Regions from separate parts of the Mus musculus genome. Here region 2 is linked to region 1. Evidence: chromatin contacts called from public promoter capture Hi-C data. All regions are on one chromosome and are shown on one strand. The core of a region is the stretch at or near the end of the contact, and the rest is flanking DNA. Distances in the headings are between cores, read along the strand shown.

Region 1 (7,940 bases), core at 1,684-4,183:
AGTTATTAGTGCCAGCATCTTGGGAACAAGGCTGCCGGAACTTAAGAGGAAGTGAACAAGGCTCAGAGCCCAGCAACAGTGTAAGAAGTCGCTGCTTCCCATGTCTGACTAATTGGGTCGGAACCAGTTTTGTCCCTGCTAGAAGTGATGGATATTTGAAAAATCCTGTCATGAAGATCAACGACCCAAGTCTCTGGATCCAGGAGAGTAGTGCGAGGCTTCGTTCTGCTCCTTAATATGTGTGAGGCCTTAAGCAAATCATTTAGCTGAATCTTAGTTTCATCATCTGTGAAACGAAGCTAATGACTCACGGCCTGCCTGTTCCCCAAGACTACCATGTAAATGACGGCATCCCTCAGCCCGCCAGAGTCTGCCCCATTCACTGCTGTACCCTGGCCGCTTTCACCTCCTCAGCAAGGAATCTGCTCCTTAATTCCCCTTCCCTGGATCATCAAAACTTGGCTCTTCCAAACCATTCCATGCAACCACCAAACACACTGTAGTCTCTCCAATCCTAAGCATAACGCCTCCCTTGACCCAGGTCTACCCTACTTGCAGGCTGTGTCTCTGCTTTCTTCTGAAGTGAATCTTCACCAAGGAACTGACACTCTGTCCAGGGCATTGCTTTAAAATGGGACTATTAGGAACTTTCCAAACCAATCCCCCATTTACTCAAATCATGTCTCAGCGGTCATCCCAGGGACTTCCCAGCAGCTGGGACCCTGTAAGGCCCTGAAGCAGTGTTAACACTTAGCTGTCAGAATACCACTCTCTCCTGACTTGCTTCCTGTACCATTGCTCCCCTTTTTCTCGTCTTAATCACAACCCGTATAGACAGCCTTATTCTCACCCCTCATGACTCTTTGATGACCTCTTATCTTGCATTGATTTTTTTTTTTTGAGTACAACTTATCCTAAATGCATGCCTATAGCTCCAGCTTAGACAGTATCTATGTATAGATACTAAATGCAAGCCTATAGCTCCAGCCTAGACGGAGCATCTATTTATAGAGACCATTAACTACTCGCCCATCCACTTGGGTGTCTAATAGGACGCAAAACTTAGCATAAGCCTTGACTTAACCTCTGAAACATCTTTCACCCCAGGTTTCCTCACCTCAGTTAGTGGTACCATCTTTTGTCTAACGTTTACAGAGATGGATGAGAGCAAAGACAGTGAGCGGGTGAAACCAGTCTGCAACCTCCTTTAAAGGGGGAACTGACCGGTCCGCATAGTGGGCAAATAGAGTAAGGAGTCAAAACAGCGTCACAACGATTATTTAAGAAGTCTGGTGGAACTTCCAGGAACAAAAATTAACAATTAAAGGATGCTCTATTCTTACTCAGGTTGCAGAGTATTTGTTGAAATGGTATGTTATTTTACAATTGACCTAGTTAATTGTATTAACAAGTTTTGTTTTTGTTTCTTTAATTCCAAACTTCTCAGTGGCTATTTGCTATTTACTTGGAAGACAAATGGGAGGATAAGACGCTGAAATGTGGCATGCGCTATTGTTTTGGGGTTGAGCACATAACACTAAGTGCAAAATACAAACGGGAACAGAAGACAAGGGCGGCCAAGATCTCATTAGCAGGGCCAAGGCCCTCACTTTGGCCACAGACATACTTTTCTCCTCGTATGCTTTGGGCAAGATTTCCTTTAAGGCTCACAGTTCTCCAAAATGGGGAATTAAAACGGACCGCACACCTGGAAATTGCATTCCATTCAATAACACGCTCAATTAACCTGGATGGGAAGGCTCGGACTTCCTGGAAAGGTGATGCTTCCCCTAAAGTCACATTGGATTTTGGGCTCCATTTTCCTTCAAGTTGTAAGAGGGAGGCCTAATACAGAACCACCAACCTTAAACGGTGCAGACTTCTTTAAAAATATACAGTTCCTCCTTTTAAAAGTTTCTGAAGCCACAAGAGGTTAAGGGACGCCATCTATCTCTCTTCTAACCTATCTACCTAATTGTATTGGTCAACTGACTTAAGCTTGGTTGGATCAACAAGTCTTCTGGGTGAACGTAAATGTTAAAGGAATACTCAAGTCGTTGAAAGGTTTCTCTTGGGGAAATGAACGGTGTTATTTTAAGTTTGCTCAGGAACCTTCTGTGATACTTTTAATGCCCGTTGGACCCTCGCTGGGAGGGGGAGGCTGCGGGCCGCTTCACAACTGCAGTTGTCTTGCTCTGAATAATATTTTAAATCTTTTTTTAAAAAATTAAAATTAAAAAAAAATCAATAACAGGCACTGGCCGGGTCCTCCTCACAATCTTCTATTTTTAGTTTAGTTCCTCCCACCCCACCTTCGCATCACCCAGCTGCGCTGCAGAGGCAAAGAGAACACCGAGTGGGGTCGGGGTCTGCCTTGGGGAGACTTCCCTGCGAGGTTCACAGCAAGGCCCCCTGGGCTAGCAGCTAGCCACCTGGGCACCGCAGGCTCCCTTAGGTCGGGTGCCCGGGCCAAGCACGCCGAGCATCCCGCCCTGCATCCCCGGGGGCAGTCCCCTCCCGGGCGCCGGGAGCACGACCTCGCCGGGCCCACCGTGGGTCCCGGGGCCGCGTACCTGCTCCGCGCCCGCCGCCTCGGCGTGGTCCTCGGGCACGGGGCTGGCGCGGGGCCGCCCTCCGGCTCTCTCGGGAGGTTGCTTGGGCTGCTCCGGCTCGTCGTGCTGCTGGCCCTCGCCACCGCCTGCCGGCCCCGGCTGCTCGGGCTCGGGCTCCGAATCGGTCTGCCAGGTGGAGTCGCAGTCCTCCACGGTGGTGGGCTCGCGGAAGCTGACCCCGCCGAGCAGGTTGCCCATTGAAGAGGCGGCGGCGGGCGCGGGCTGCGGTAGCGCGCTAGGGCCCGGGCATGGCCGCGCTCCGCTCGCTCGGGGCGCAGGCGGCTGCTCGCCCGGCCCGCGCCGCACAGCTCAGCGCGGCCGCCGGCGCTCCGGCGCACAGGCGGGGAGGAGCCGGGCCCCCCGGAGCCGCCGCCGCACGCGTCCCAGCCAGCCCATCCCGCCGCCGCCCCGCCCTGCCCCGCCCCGCCCCAGCGAAGCCAACCCACTCCCGAGCGCGCGGCACCAGCTCCACCGGGACGCGCCCCCCTCCACGGTCCCCGGGAGTGGCCAGGGGTCAGCTGCCCCGCCCCCTGTGGACCGGGATCCGCCCCCTTGGGGCTCCTCCCAGCCAAGCGAGAAGCCTGATCCCGCCCAGGTCAGAGAGTGGAAGGAGGTGTCTCCATCAGCAGACCGGTCCTGCCCACACCCCCGCCCCCACTGGCTGCTCCAAGAGGAAGACAAATTAGCCACAGCAGAAGACAAAAGCTAATCTTGACAGTGCACCCTCTAAACAGGAAATCCAAGCTTCGGGAACAGTACTTAAGGCCACCTAGAATCCCTGCGGTCTATAAAATAAAAGTCAGAGCTCTCTGTCCCCTCATCTTAAAAGCAAACTTCTCTCGAAACAAAGGAGCAAGAAGAATTAGGCCAGCACATTTATTTCATCAGTGAGTAGTCCACATTTGTGCTCTGGGCAGAAAAACGTCGGCATTTATACAATGAACAGGCTGGTTCTAAGTGGAGTGCTGAAGACTATGGTTCTAAGGACCAGAGGCAAACCTGCTGTAAGAATACTTCTAGGCAAAATAACAACCAAAGCATCTGAAAATGGCAGAGCGTGAAACCAACTCCAGGAGCTAGTGGCCCGATGCCTGCACCTGAGTCTTGATGGGATTTTTTCTGCCGTGGGACATTGCCTGGGATCATGGGTTAGTTTTATTAGATGCATCAATTGTACTCAGAACTAGTAATTAAATAGATTGCAAATCCAGGTAGATGGGTATTGCTTAAGGAAGATTTGGCTAGAAGATGCCTCTCCACAGATAAATCAGTGGTTGTTTCTTTCCAAACTTCACAGTAGGGTGTGACTCTACTAGCAGTTTCTGGCTTTGGACAGGTCACGTAACTTCTTGAGACCCCGGTAGTCTCCTCATCTTCAAAATGAAGCCAGGTTTTTCTCTCTGGAATGGCATCTAGCTTCACCTTTAATGACCTTATGACTATCAGGGGCCACACAAAAAGAACGTTCTGGTCAGATATTCATTCATAAAAACTGATGATATTAGGATGAAGTCCTTGTCAGATCCAAACAAAATTAGAACTTGACAGTATTATTGGGGGAGGGGTGTTCATACCTGTCTGAGGTAGGGAGTTTCTTGGTTGATAAGATGTTTGTTTTAATAGGCCAGCTTGCTTTGCGCACCTCTCCCACAACAGGGGGTCGGGAAGGGGATAGGATTATCTGTAACATTAAGACTGCAGCAGTCCATACGAATGCTCACGCAGAGAATTTGCCTAGCAATCCTACAAACTATACAAGGGAACCCACCTCAAGACCTTCTTCCCCCCTCCTCCAAAACCCAAAGTCTTGATATTCAAGACGTTTTTGTAAGTTTATCTCTTTTTAAATTTAGAGTCGAATCCTTCCTCAAACCCTGTTGACTATATCTGTGGTTAATTCTTGTTCGTCTCCTCTCTCCCAGGGCTCTGCTCATCCCAAATAAATGTCACTGCAGAGAACCTCTGATCATGGTTTATGTTGACAATGACTTAGTGAGAAAAAAAAAAAAAAAGTATGGGGCAGCTGTAGAACAAATCAATCTGACACTGTTAAAATTCAGGGATTCCATTTGTCTTCCATCAGAACCGGACTAGAATACACTGCAAAGTGAACATTTAGTCCAAGATCGGAGCTGAAAGCCTAGTGGTAATGTGCCCAGGTGCTCTACCTGTTTCCCACCTGTATTGTAGAATAAGTCCATTGCAATGTCTTTGCTGTCCTGTAATTAGGAGTCTATTTTCCCTGCTCCCAGAATGTCGTAGTTGCATGGAGTTCTTTGTCTAGGGTTGAGGCCCCATGAGACTTCCCCCTTTTCGTGTTAGCATGTCTATCGGTGCCATCCCTGTTCAGCTCATGTTCATGAGTCTTCCTGGGTGTAGCTTCCCTGACAGGTCTAGAAGAGGAAATCGCAAAGCAAACTCCTGTTTCTCTGGCTCTTTCAGGGTTTCCCCTACCTCTTCCACTATATGCAACAATAATTTTTTTAAAAACATAGTTTGTGAACTTGATTTTTAAAAATAAATAGAAGGGAGTAGGGTACATGGGAAGGGTTGGAGGGAGGAAAGGGAAGGATAAAAATAATATAATCATATTTTAATTTCAAAATTTAAAAAAAAGAGAGAAAGAGAAAGATAGAGTTTTAACCCTCACTCTTGAATTGGTTATAATCTACCTTAAAAAATAGAACCTGGAATAAGATATATTTTAAGATTTTCAAAGTTAAGCCAAAGGGAACTTTGCATTTTCAGTATATTAGTTTGGGTTATTCCCTCTGATAGCTCTGGGCTGACATGTAAATTCAACTCCTATGATAGTGCCTCGCCGAAAAGGCCACTGGATGTGGACCCTGGCCAGGTCTGCCGACTAACCCCTGCCTCTCAGTATCTCCTATGAAATGTGAATGGCTTCATGTTGACTTCATCCACCAGATAAATCTCATTCAGTAAGATTCATTGATCCTACTTGGAACAAAATAAACACCCAATAGAGCACTGCTCAAATTTCTGAGTCGTAAAATTTGATAAAATGACTACTGTTTTTAGGTCACTAAATTCTGAAGTGCTCTGTTATACAGTGGGGAGCGTGCATGCAAGCATACATATATTTACATATATAATCATAAGTAACTGCTACAGTTAAGCTCCTACATTTTCTTATACCTTTTGATCTTTTTATTAGTTTTTTAATAGGGTTATAGATCATCTGCCAAGGTGTGAAATGTGTTTATTGGTGAATGTAGTTTTAGGTGAGAAATTATAAAAGCATAGTATAGAAAAACTCTTAGAGTAAGTTTAAAGCAATAATATGCCTACATTGTATTCAACATATGTTTTTAATAGTTAATTCTGAATATCTCTTAGGCCCTGTAATAAAGGAATTACCCTTAATGAAGAATGTTTTAAAAACTTCCTACCTTTGAGAGCATACAACATTCTTGAATTAACAGTTAAGTGTGTTTCTAGAAATGCATCCTTTTGCTGGATATGGTAGCATATAAGGGTTAGTACTATTGTAAGGATGCACTGTGACCAAAAAGGCAACTCAGGGAGGAAAAGGTTCACTTCATCTTTCAAATGTCAGGTCATGATCCTCCTCTTAGGGAAGTCAGAGCAGGAATGGAAACACAGCAGGAATAGAGTCAGGGAGGAATGCTGCTTACTGGCTTGTTCCCTATGGCTTGCTCAGCCTGCTTTCTTATAGTACCAGGGCCATCAGCCCAGGGGTGTCCCCAACTACAATGTGAAAGGCCATCCCACATCAATCACTAATTAAGAAAATGCCCTAGGCTTACCTTCAAGAGGAATTTTCATTGAAGCTCTTTCCTCTCAGATGACTTTCAATTGTATCTAGTCAATATAAAACTAGTCAGCATAGCCCCTGTGGTGCTGGCTACTCAGAAGACTACAGTAGGGGGGTTAATTTAGCCCTGGAGTTCAAAATTAACCCAAGAAACAGGGGGAAATTGACTGAAAACAAAATAAATTTCAATACTTAACCCATAACCAGGAATCACCTTTAGTGTATGTTAGGTCTAGTCATTATTCTTCTAAAACATCTTTCAAGAGTATCAAATTGAACACTGTCCTGGTTCGAGTGGGTTTGGCCGCATAGACTGGTATTTGAATGCTTGGCCCACTATTAGGAAGTGTGTCTTTGTTGGAGTAGGCATGGCCTCGTTGGAGGAACTGTATCACTGTGGGGGTGGCTCCACCAAGGGTGGAAGCCAAACTTCTGGCTGACTTAGGATCAGGATGTAGAACTCTTTCTTCAGCACCATGTCTACCTGGATGCTTCCATGTTTCCCATTGTGCTGATACTGTGTGACTGAACCTCTGGAAACCCAAACTAAGACAAGCACTACTGCAATTTGTATGAGGAATGAAGAGAAAAGTACCCTCCGAATAAATAATAATGAAACATGGTTCCTGCCTCCCTGCATTCAGATTCTTCCCAATTCACACAGGTACTACTGCACCTCCCCAGGGTAATTCTGCTTTCAATTTTGTTTGGGGAGCATTGAAATGTCTTAAAGAGTAATGGACATTTCAGAAACTAAACCTTTCGGGTAGATTCCCAAATACATCAGATATAACTTGATTTTTATGGTGAGTTGTGTTTTAAGAATATTAATGAAGAAGCTCTATTGTTGACTATGTCCTTTGGGAATCTTCCAAATAAAACCAGAGGTCAGCTAAGGCCCAGTTTACCTAACCCCACAGCAGCAGCCCATAGAATCCTAGAGGTGGAAAGAAAAAAGATGCCTCAAAGACACAGTTGAGCGCTGTAGCAGTCCCTTCACAGTAGAAGTCTCTGCTAATGCTTGCAGGGTCACTGTACCCTTGGGAAGAAGATGCTCTTTGCCCCATGGGACCAGAGTCCAAGTCCAGACTCCAGGACAGACCTTCACCAAGGACACACCTTATACAACCTCTCCTGGAGTCTTTGGCCAAACGGGAGCTCCCTGGAGATTTTCATTGATCTCCCCTTTCTAAATAAGGGATTTGTAAATGTGTTTTATTTTATGAAGATAAAATTCGGGGTGGCTTTGTACTAGCACCCAGTACTAGCTCTCCTGCATGGGCCACACCACTATTACCACCACAATACCTCCTTCAGAATCTGCTCTCTACTGAATGCTGCACTTGGAAAGACTTCATCCCGCCTGTTATTATTATCCTTATAAGATTTCATTTCCAGTGTATTTTCTATCCATTAACTCTTTCTTAATATTCTTCTTACCACTGCCCCCAGTCTTCAATTCAAGCAATTTTTCTAGAACAGAGCCAAAGCTCTCAACATTGTTTTAAAATGAGATTTAAAAGAACATA
Region 2 (7,940 bases), core at 1,850-4,349, 51 kb after region 1:
AAAGCCATCTAGTCCTGGGCTTTGTTGTTGTTGTTGTTGGGAGACTTAACAACTGCTTCTATTTCCTTAGGGGCTGTGGGACTGTTTAAATGGTTTATCTGATTCTGATTTAACTTTGGTACCTTGTATCTGTCTGAAAATCATTCATTTCATCTAGATTTTCCAGTTTTGTTGAGTATAGGCTTTTGTAGTAGGATCTGATGATTTTTTAAAAATTTCCTCTGTTTCTGTTGTTATGTCTCCCTTTCATTTCTTATTTTGTTAATTTGGATACTGCTTCTGTGCCCTCTGGTTAGTCTGGCTTAAGATTTATCTATCTTGTTGATTTTTCTCAAAGAGCCAGCTCCTGGTTTGGTTGATTCTTTGTATAGTTTCCTTTGTTTCTACTTGCTTGATTTCAGCCCTGAGTTTGATTATTTCCTCCTGTCTATTCCTCTTGGGTGAATTTGCTTCTTTTTGCCTTAGAGCTTTCAGGTGTGCTGTCAAGCTGCTGGTGTATGCCCTCTTCAATTTCTCTATGAAAGCACTCAGGGCTATGAGTTTTCCTCTTAGCACTGCTTTCATTGTGTCCCATATGTTTGGGTATGTTATGCCTTCATTCTCATTACATTCTAAAAAGTCTTCAATTTCTTTTTGTATTTCCTCCCTGACCAAGTTATCATTGAGTAGATAATTGTTCAGCTTCCGTGTGTACGTGGGCTTTCTCTTGTTGTTGTTGAAGGCCAGCCTTAGTCCATGGTGATTTGGTAGGATGGATGAGAAAATTTCAATCTTTTTGTATTGGTTGAGGCTTGTTTTGTGTCAGATTATATGGTCAATTTTGTAGAAAGTACCATGAGGCTCTGAGAAGAAGGTGTATTCTTTTGTTTTAGGGTGAAATGCTCTGTAGATATCTGTTACGTCCATTTGGTTCATAACTTCCATTAGTTTCACTGTGTCTCTGTTTAGTTTCTATTTCCAGGTCTGCTTTGGTGTGTAAAATATGCATCTCAGTCCCTTGTCTTAGGGGTCAAAAACTGAAACCAATACTTCCCTCATTCTTTCTATCCTCCCTCCTTTCTTTTCTTTTGTTTTCCTCTCCTCTCCTCTCCTCTCCTCTTCTTTTCTTTTCTTCTTTCTCCTCTCTCCCTGCCTTCCTTCCTTTCTTTCTCTCCCTTTCTCTCTCTCTCTTTCTTTCTTTCTTTCTTTCTTTCTTTCTTTCTTTCTTCCTTCCTTCCTTCCTTCTTTCCTTCCTTTCTTCCTCCCTTCCTCCCTCCCTCCCTCTCTTTCTTTCTTTCTTTCTTTCTTTCTTTCTTTCTTTCTTTCTTTCTTTCTTTCTTTCTTTCTTCTCTTCCTTTCTTTCCTTCTTTCTTTTCATCTTTCCTTTCTATCTTTTGTTTCTTTTTCATTCCTTTTCATTCCTCCTTTCCTTCTTCCTTATGGTCCACTCCTTCCCCTTCTATTTAGTAAAACAGAGATTGATTTGCATAGACTTTTCCTCTTTCCTCTAGGGTCAGAAACTGTATGAACTTATTAAATTTCCTCTCACAGGCATATCTTTCTGTTGCTTTCTCATTTTGTAAGGAGTTTCAGAGATTGTAAACACCCAAAACCCTAGACTTCCTTTTTTTTTTCTCTCTCTCCTAGAAGGAATTTTTTATATCTGTAATTCCCTTTCTGGTAACCTGTTCACTCCACCTCTTTATGTTCTTTATGTTTCTAGGTGACCAAAGACTGTGTGCCACATTTTCTCTGCATTGTACTCTTGGATAAGTGTTTACTCATCTTCATTAAGTTTTTTCTATCTTTTCCTCACTTAAAAGTGTTCAATGCATCAAGAAAAAAAATAGCCCTTCTACAGAAAAAGAGGGCATTTGAGATGGAGCAGCACTTGGCCAGACTTTTTGCCAAAGCAGCTGCTGAACTATTAGCATTTCAAGCTTCATGAAACAATTGATGTACCAGGGCTTCCTCAACTTGTGGCTCTACTACACATTGAACAGAGTCAGTGCTGGAAGGAAAAAGAATCTCCAAGGTAAGGTTATGTGGTTTTCCTCCATCGTTAGTGTGTGCAACTGTGCCAGTTTCTACAAGCACATTAGTGAACACTGAGAGAGAAAGACATTTGCCATACTGGGCATACCTCTCATACCCTAAGAGAGCCTGAGGATATTCTTCTACTCCTGAGGCTGAAGATGTGGGAAGTGCCGGCTGGCAGTATTAAACTGGCAAAAACCCTTGTGAAAAGACAAAGGATACAGCTGACATAATGGGCTCAAATGGAAAATTTGCTTTTTTGTGTGTGCTAAAGGTTGTATCAACAAGTATTCCTGGAAAATAGCTATCTCTGCAGAGAGCATTTGACTGATTAAGACTGAAGTGATGTGTTGAGATTGGAATGTTTCAGGTCTAGAGGCTAATGTCTAATCTCCAGGCGAGCTTTAGCCACCTATACAGCCGTTCTTTGCCCACCTCTGTTTTGGAACTACCACCCTGTGACTAATAAAATAAAATGGAATCTATTAATTTATCAGATCTTGGCTTCTACCAATCCCAATGCTAAGAATGTTGTCAGATAGTGTCTGAGACCTATAGAAAAGCTTCCTGTATTTTGCTGGAACCACCTGGCAAATATATCCATTTATGTATTTTAAACTTGACTTGATTTATGACATTCTTTGTTCTGTAAAATGATAAAACTTCATGAAGCTGTTACCATGTTGGAGCATAGAATTTGGAGTAACATATATCTGTGTTCTCAGACCATGTTCACCCGAATTTGGCTCCAGAATAAATTATCTTTTAATCTTTTGATGGTGAGAACTGTGGGTTGTCTATTTGTTTAGTCTGTGTTTATGTGTGTGCGCGTGTGTTTTGTTTTTCTATCAATAATTGTAATAGTTCTTAGGGAATCTTTTGATTTTTGTTGAAAAGGACAATAATTTTTTAAATTGTTTTCTCCCTGAGATAACAGTCTATATTTGACCACCTGCTGATTGTGAAACTGGAAAGAGAAAAATGAGGAACAAGAGAAGAAATGTTCTCAAAGCAACATTGGTTCTAGCCAAAAAGTAAGTAAGAACTTCCTGTCCCAGTGTTTGGAGAGCTCACGAGCTCTGCATGTTTCTCAATGGACATCAGATTTCACAACCTCGCCGGACATCACTGACTCCTTCCCCTTCACTTGAATGTGGACTTCCCTTGTAGAGTTAAACCAAGTTAGTTTCCTTCAGACCATTTTATAATCAAGAATATCTACTAAAGTTTCCCATACAGATCACTGAGTGAGAAGTCAGGATGATTAGATTTGAAGTCCAACTTTCCTTGTTATTGTCTGACTTCAGAAAACAGTGTTTATTTAAGCTCCCATTTCCCAAAGAACAGGTCTTCCTAGAGGGCAGAAAGAGTATTTCCTGTCCTTGAAGGTATTCTTCTGGACACTTGCAAACTACTTCTTAAGACTCCTATGGAGGGGCTAAAGAGATGGCTCAACAGTCAGAAGAGTGCTGACTGCTCTTCCAGAGGACCCAGGTTCAATTCCTAGTAGCCATATGGCAGTTCATCACTGTCTATAACTCCAATATCTGACACCCTCAAATAGACATACATGTAGGAAAATCACCAGTGCTCTTAAAATAAACATACATAAATTAAAAATAAAATAACTATCAAATTAAAAAGAAAAGACTCTTGTGGAATTTCTGTATAATGAACTTGGTGACTCCTAAAAAGCTCTCCAAACCTGAAACACAAAGTCTTCTCTGTTTTAGTTTAGTTTTGTTGTTGTTTATTATTTTGGTTTGTTTGTTTGTTTTTTAGAGGAAGGGAAAACAGAGAGTGAAAGAAGAACCTAAAATATTTATCTAACCTTATATAGTTTTCAGCTCCTGGCTCTGCAAATTGCTCTGAGCTTTCTAAATTTGTGCTTCTCCTATCTTGACTGATACCAAATCAGATGTTAGCATTCTGTCTAAGCTGCACCCCACAGTTACCTGGCAACAGCTAGGTATGGCTGACTCACTATAAAAGGGGGTGCTTGTCCCCTCCTTGCTCTCTCGCTCTCTTGCTCTCTTGCTTTCTCTTGCTCTTGTTTTCCCTGCCTCCCCTCTCTCCCTATTCCCTTCCCTCTCTCTCTCTACATGCTCATTGCTGACCTCCTCTTCTCTCTCTCTCTCTCTCTCTCTCTCTCTCTCTCCTGTCTTGATAGATGATGATTTTTTTCTACTGCCATTGAGTTATGGTCTGCTCTATTTAGATATAATCAATTGATATAGCCCTTAACCTTGTCAGAAGTCTGATAATTATTAATACATTTAAGTTTGTGACAGACAAAGTCTTCCGAAGCCTTTAACAGTTCACTCCCACGAGGTCTCAGAAGATATGGACACAATTGCAAGAAGCTGCCTAGGTTGTGGTATGGTAACCACTGAAAAACACAGTGGACAAAACTGGATACCCTGAGCCTTATTTAAATCAAGGAAAGTCATTTCTCATGTCACATGTATCTATGCCACAGGGAAAAAAAAAGGATCTTTGTCTTCTGGGCTTAAAAGCCAGACTGACTCTGCCCAAGTTGCCATGAAGACCACAGAGACCACAGGGAACTATTGGCTAGTGGACTCTGTCATTTTTTAATTGATATATGACTGCTAGATTATAGTTTATTCTTTCTTAGATTTCTGATTACATTGACAGCTAAGGTAACTGTAGCTTGACAGCTAGAAAAAGCTTTCCCAGGTGTAATCAGTTACTTTCTTACCTAAACTTGGTTTCCATTGATTAAATGCTTCATATTTCCTCTTCTTGCTATGCCACTGTCCTAACATCATTCAAGTTCTTATAAATTTGCCTACCCCTAATTAAAATTCCACTACATATACAATCCAAGTATATAATCACAAATTCTTGTTCCTTCTGACCCACAAAGGCTCATCTAAAAGACTGTTCATATTGTTAACTCATGTTGTTATCTCTTTTGTAAGCTTATAAGCTACAGAAAACTCACTCACATCTACCTCTCATGGACCAAATAGACTCTATCCAGATAAGTACATCTGCCAAAGTTCTGGGTTTCAAATATACATCCAAGAAAAAAATTTGTTTTTCCCAAATGTACTTAATTGTATTTTCTACCTATAATATAAATATGTGTGTGTGTGTGTGTTTCAGCATCTTGTCAAGTTCAGGCACTTATTACATCCAGGACAGCTCCAGAGAAGCAACCTACAGATGCTCCAATCTCCTCTCACAGACACAGATGATTCTACTGGACTTGGTTCTTCTGGTCTATCCTTGGATGGTTCCACAGATCCTGGACAGCAAGGAAACAGGAAACAGCCAACTCCTAAGACTGGACAAACATCTCCATACCCATTCCTCTGTAAGATTTGTGGTAGCTCAAAATGACCACGGTTGTAAAAAGTTAAGTAAATGTGTTTTTTTTCCCCCAGAATTTGATTCACTGAAAGGTGTGCTAAGAGATAGTCCTCTGATTGTTTAGAAAAGCCCACACAACAAGTCCTTTCCGGGCAGTGGCAGCACCAGGTTACCTTGGGCACAGAATCGGCAGACAACCCCAAGGTCCCTAGAGGACTCTCCACGAAATCTTAGGGCAACTGACCAGACAGCTCCACGCTCCTCAAAGGAGACACCACTTCCTGACACTGTAACACACCCAGGATCTTTGACAACAGAATCCCAGGATAAAAGGAGCTTGGTCACACCAGTATTTCAGGGTCTCAGAGGAACTTGACTGCCAAGAACTCTGACACACCCAGAATCTCAGGTTCACAGGAGCCCACAAGCAAAGAATCACAGAGAAAGCTGGACTCTGAGGAGTCCTGAATCAACTGGGATTATAGGAAACACAGGCTCCAATCAGATATATTGAGGTCAGCAAATACTTGCAATAATAAGATGGCAGGAGGCAAGTGTAAGAACAAAAGCAACAGAAACCAAGGTTACTTGGCATCATCAGAACTAAACTCTCCCACCATAAAAAGTCTTGGATACACCATCACACCAGAAAAGCAAGACATGGATCTAAAGTCACTTCTCATGATGATGATGGAGGACTTTAAGAAGGAAATTTAGGAAAACACAGGTAAACAGCTAGAAGCCTTTCAAGAGGAAACACAAATATGCCTTAGGGAGTTATAGGAAAACAGTACCAAACAGGACATGGAAGTGAACAAAACCATGCAGGATCTAAAAAGGGAAATAAAAGCAATACAGAAAACCCAAAGGGAGACAACTCTGGAGATAGAAACCCATGGAAAGAAATCAGGAACCATAGATGCAAACATCAGCAACAGAATACGAGATGGAAGAGAGAATCTCATATGCAGAAGATTCCATAGGGAACATGGGCACAAAAATAAAAGAAAATGCAAAATGCAAAAAGATCCTAACTCAAAACATCCAGGAAATCCAGGACACAAAGAGAAGACCAAACCTACCAATAATAGGAGTAGATGAGAATGAAGATATTTAACTAAAAGGGCCAGCAAATATCTTCAACAAAATTATAGAAGAAAACTTCCCAAACCTAAAGAAAGAGATGCCCATGAACATACAAGAAGCCTACAGAACTCCAAATAGACTGGACCAGAAAAGAAATTCCTCCCGACACATAATAATCAGAACAACAAATGCACTAAATAAAGACAAAATATTAAAAGCAGCAAGGGAAAAAGGTCAAGTAACATATAAAGGCAGTCCTATTAGAATTACTCCAGATTTCTCACCAGAGACTATGAAAGCCAGAATAGCCTGAACAGATGTTATACAGACACTAAGAGAACACAAATGCCAGCCCAGGCTACTATACCCAGCAAAATTCTCAATTACCATAGATGGAGAAACCAAAGTATTCCATGACAAAACCAAATTCACACAATATCTTCCCACAAATCCAGCCCTTCAAAGGATAATAACAGAAAAAAAAATCAATACAAGGATGAAAACCACACCCTAGAAAAAGCGAGAAAGTAATCCTTCAACAAACCTAAAAGAAGACAACCACAAGAACAGAATTCCAACTCTAACAACAAAAATAACAGGAAGCAACAATTACTTTTTCTTAATATCTCTTAATATCAATGGACTCAATTCCCCAATAAAAAGATATAGACTAACAGAGTGGCTACACAAACAGAGCCCAACATTTTGCTGCTTACAGGAAACCCATCTCAGGGAAAAAGACAGACACTACCTCAGAGTGAAAGGCTGGAAAACAATTTTCCAAGCAAATGATCTGAAGAAACAAGCTGGATTAGCCATTCTAATATCTAATAAAATCAACTTCCAACCCAAAGTTATTAAAAAAGACAAGGAGGGACACTTCATACTCATCAAAGGTAAAATCTTCCAAGAGGAACTCTCAATTCTGAATATCTATGCTCCCAATGCAAGGGCAGCCACATTCATTAAAGAAACTTTAGTAAAGCTCAAAGCACATACGGAACCTCACACAATAATAGTGGGAGACTTCAACACCACACTTTCATCAATGGACAGATCGTGGAAACAGAAACTAAACAGAGACACAGTGAAACTAACAGAAGTTATGAACCAAATGGATTTAACAGATATCTACAGACCATTTTATCCTAAAACAAAAGGATATACCTTCTTCTCAGCACCTCATCTTACCTTCTCAAAAATTGACCATATTGAAATTGTCCCATGCATCCTACCAGATCACCATGGACTAAGGCTGATCTTCAATAACAACATAAATAATAGAAAGCCAACATTCATGTGGAAAATGAACAACACTCTCCACAATGATACCGTGGTCAAGGAAGGAATAAAGAAAGAAATTAAAGACTTTTTATAGTTTAATGAATATGAAGCCACAACATACCCAAACTTACAGGACACAATGAAAGCATTTCTAAGAGGGAAACTCATAGCTCTGAGTGCCTCCAAAAAGAAACTAGAGAGAGCACACGCTAGCA

What was found. Promoter capture Hi-C pulls out the DNA fragments that hold promoters and counts their contacts.
Region 2: a promoter capture Hi-C map of neutrophils shows a contact between it and region 1. The contact joins the enhancer-like site here to the promoter of Ogfrl1 in region 1. A contact is called at or near these places in 4 of 39 promoter capture datasets (the C10 cell line, macrophages, neutrophils and 1 more), 4 of 484 Hi-C or Micro-C datasets (erythroblasts, granulocyte-monocyte progenitors, neutrophils and 1 more), 5 of 115 datasets of contacts at active chromatin or transcription factors (the HPC-7 cell line, bone marrow-derived macrophages, microglia and 1 more) and 3 of 9 other capture datasets (adipose tissue, liver and pancreatic islet).

What each region holds. Positions count from the first base shown.
Region 1 is chr1:23,380,242-23,388,181 of GRCm38.p6, forward strand. Ogfrl1 (opioid growth factor receptor-like 1) reads right to left here and starts at 2,934. Exons shown (of 7, transcript NM_001081079.1): 1 at 2,574-2,934. The coding sequence starts at 2,810.
Region 2 is chr1:23,430,747-23,438,686 of GRCm38.p6, forward strand. No RefSeq gene overlaps it. Among named protein-coding and RNA genes, the nearest start is that of Gm19673, 35 kb to the left of the region's middle. Within about 2 kb of position 3,100, at least 41 of the 459 cell types and tissues checked have an H3K27ac peak or open chromatin away from gene starts, as enhancers often do. A contact at or near this core is called in adipose tissue, bone marrow-derived macrophages, erythroblasts and 3 more, where this site is marked.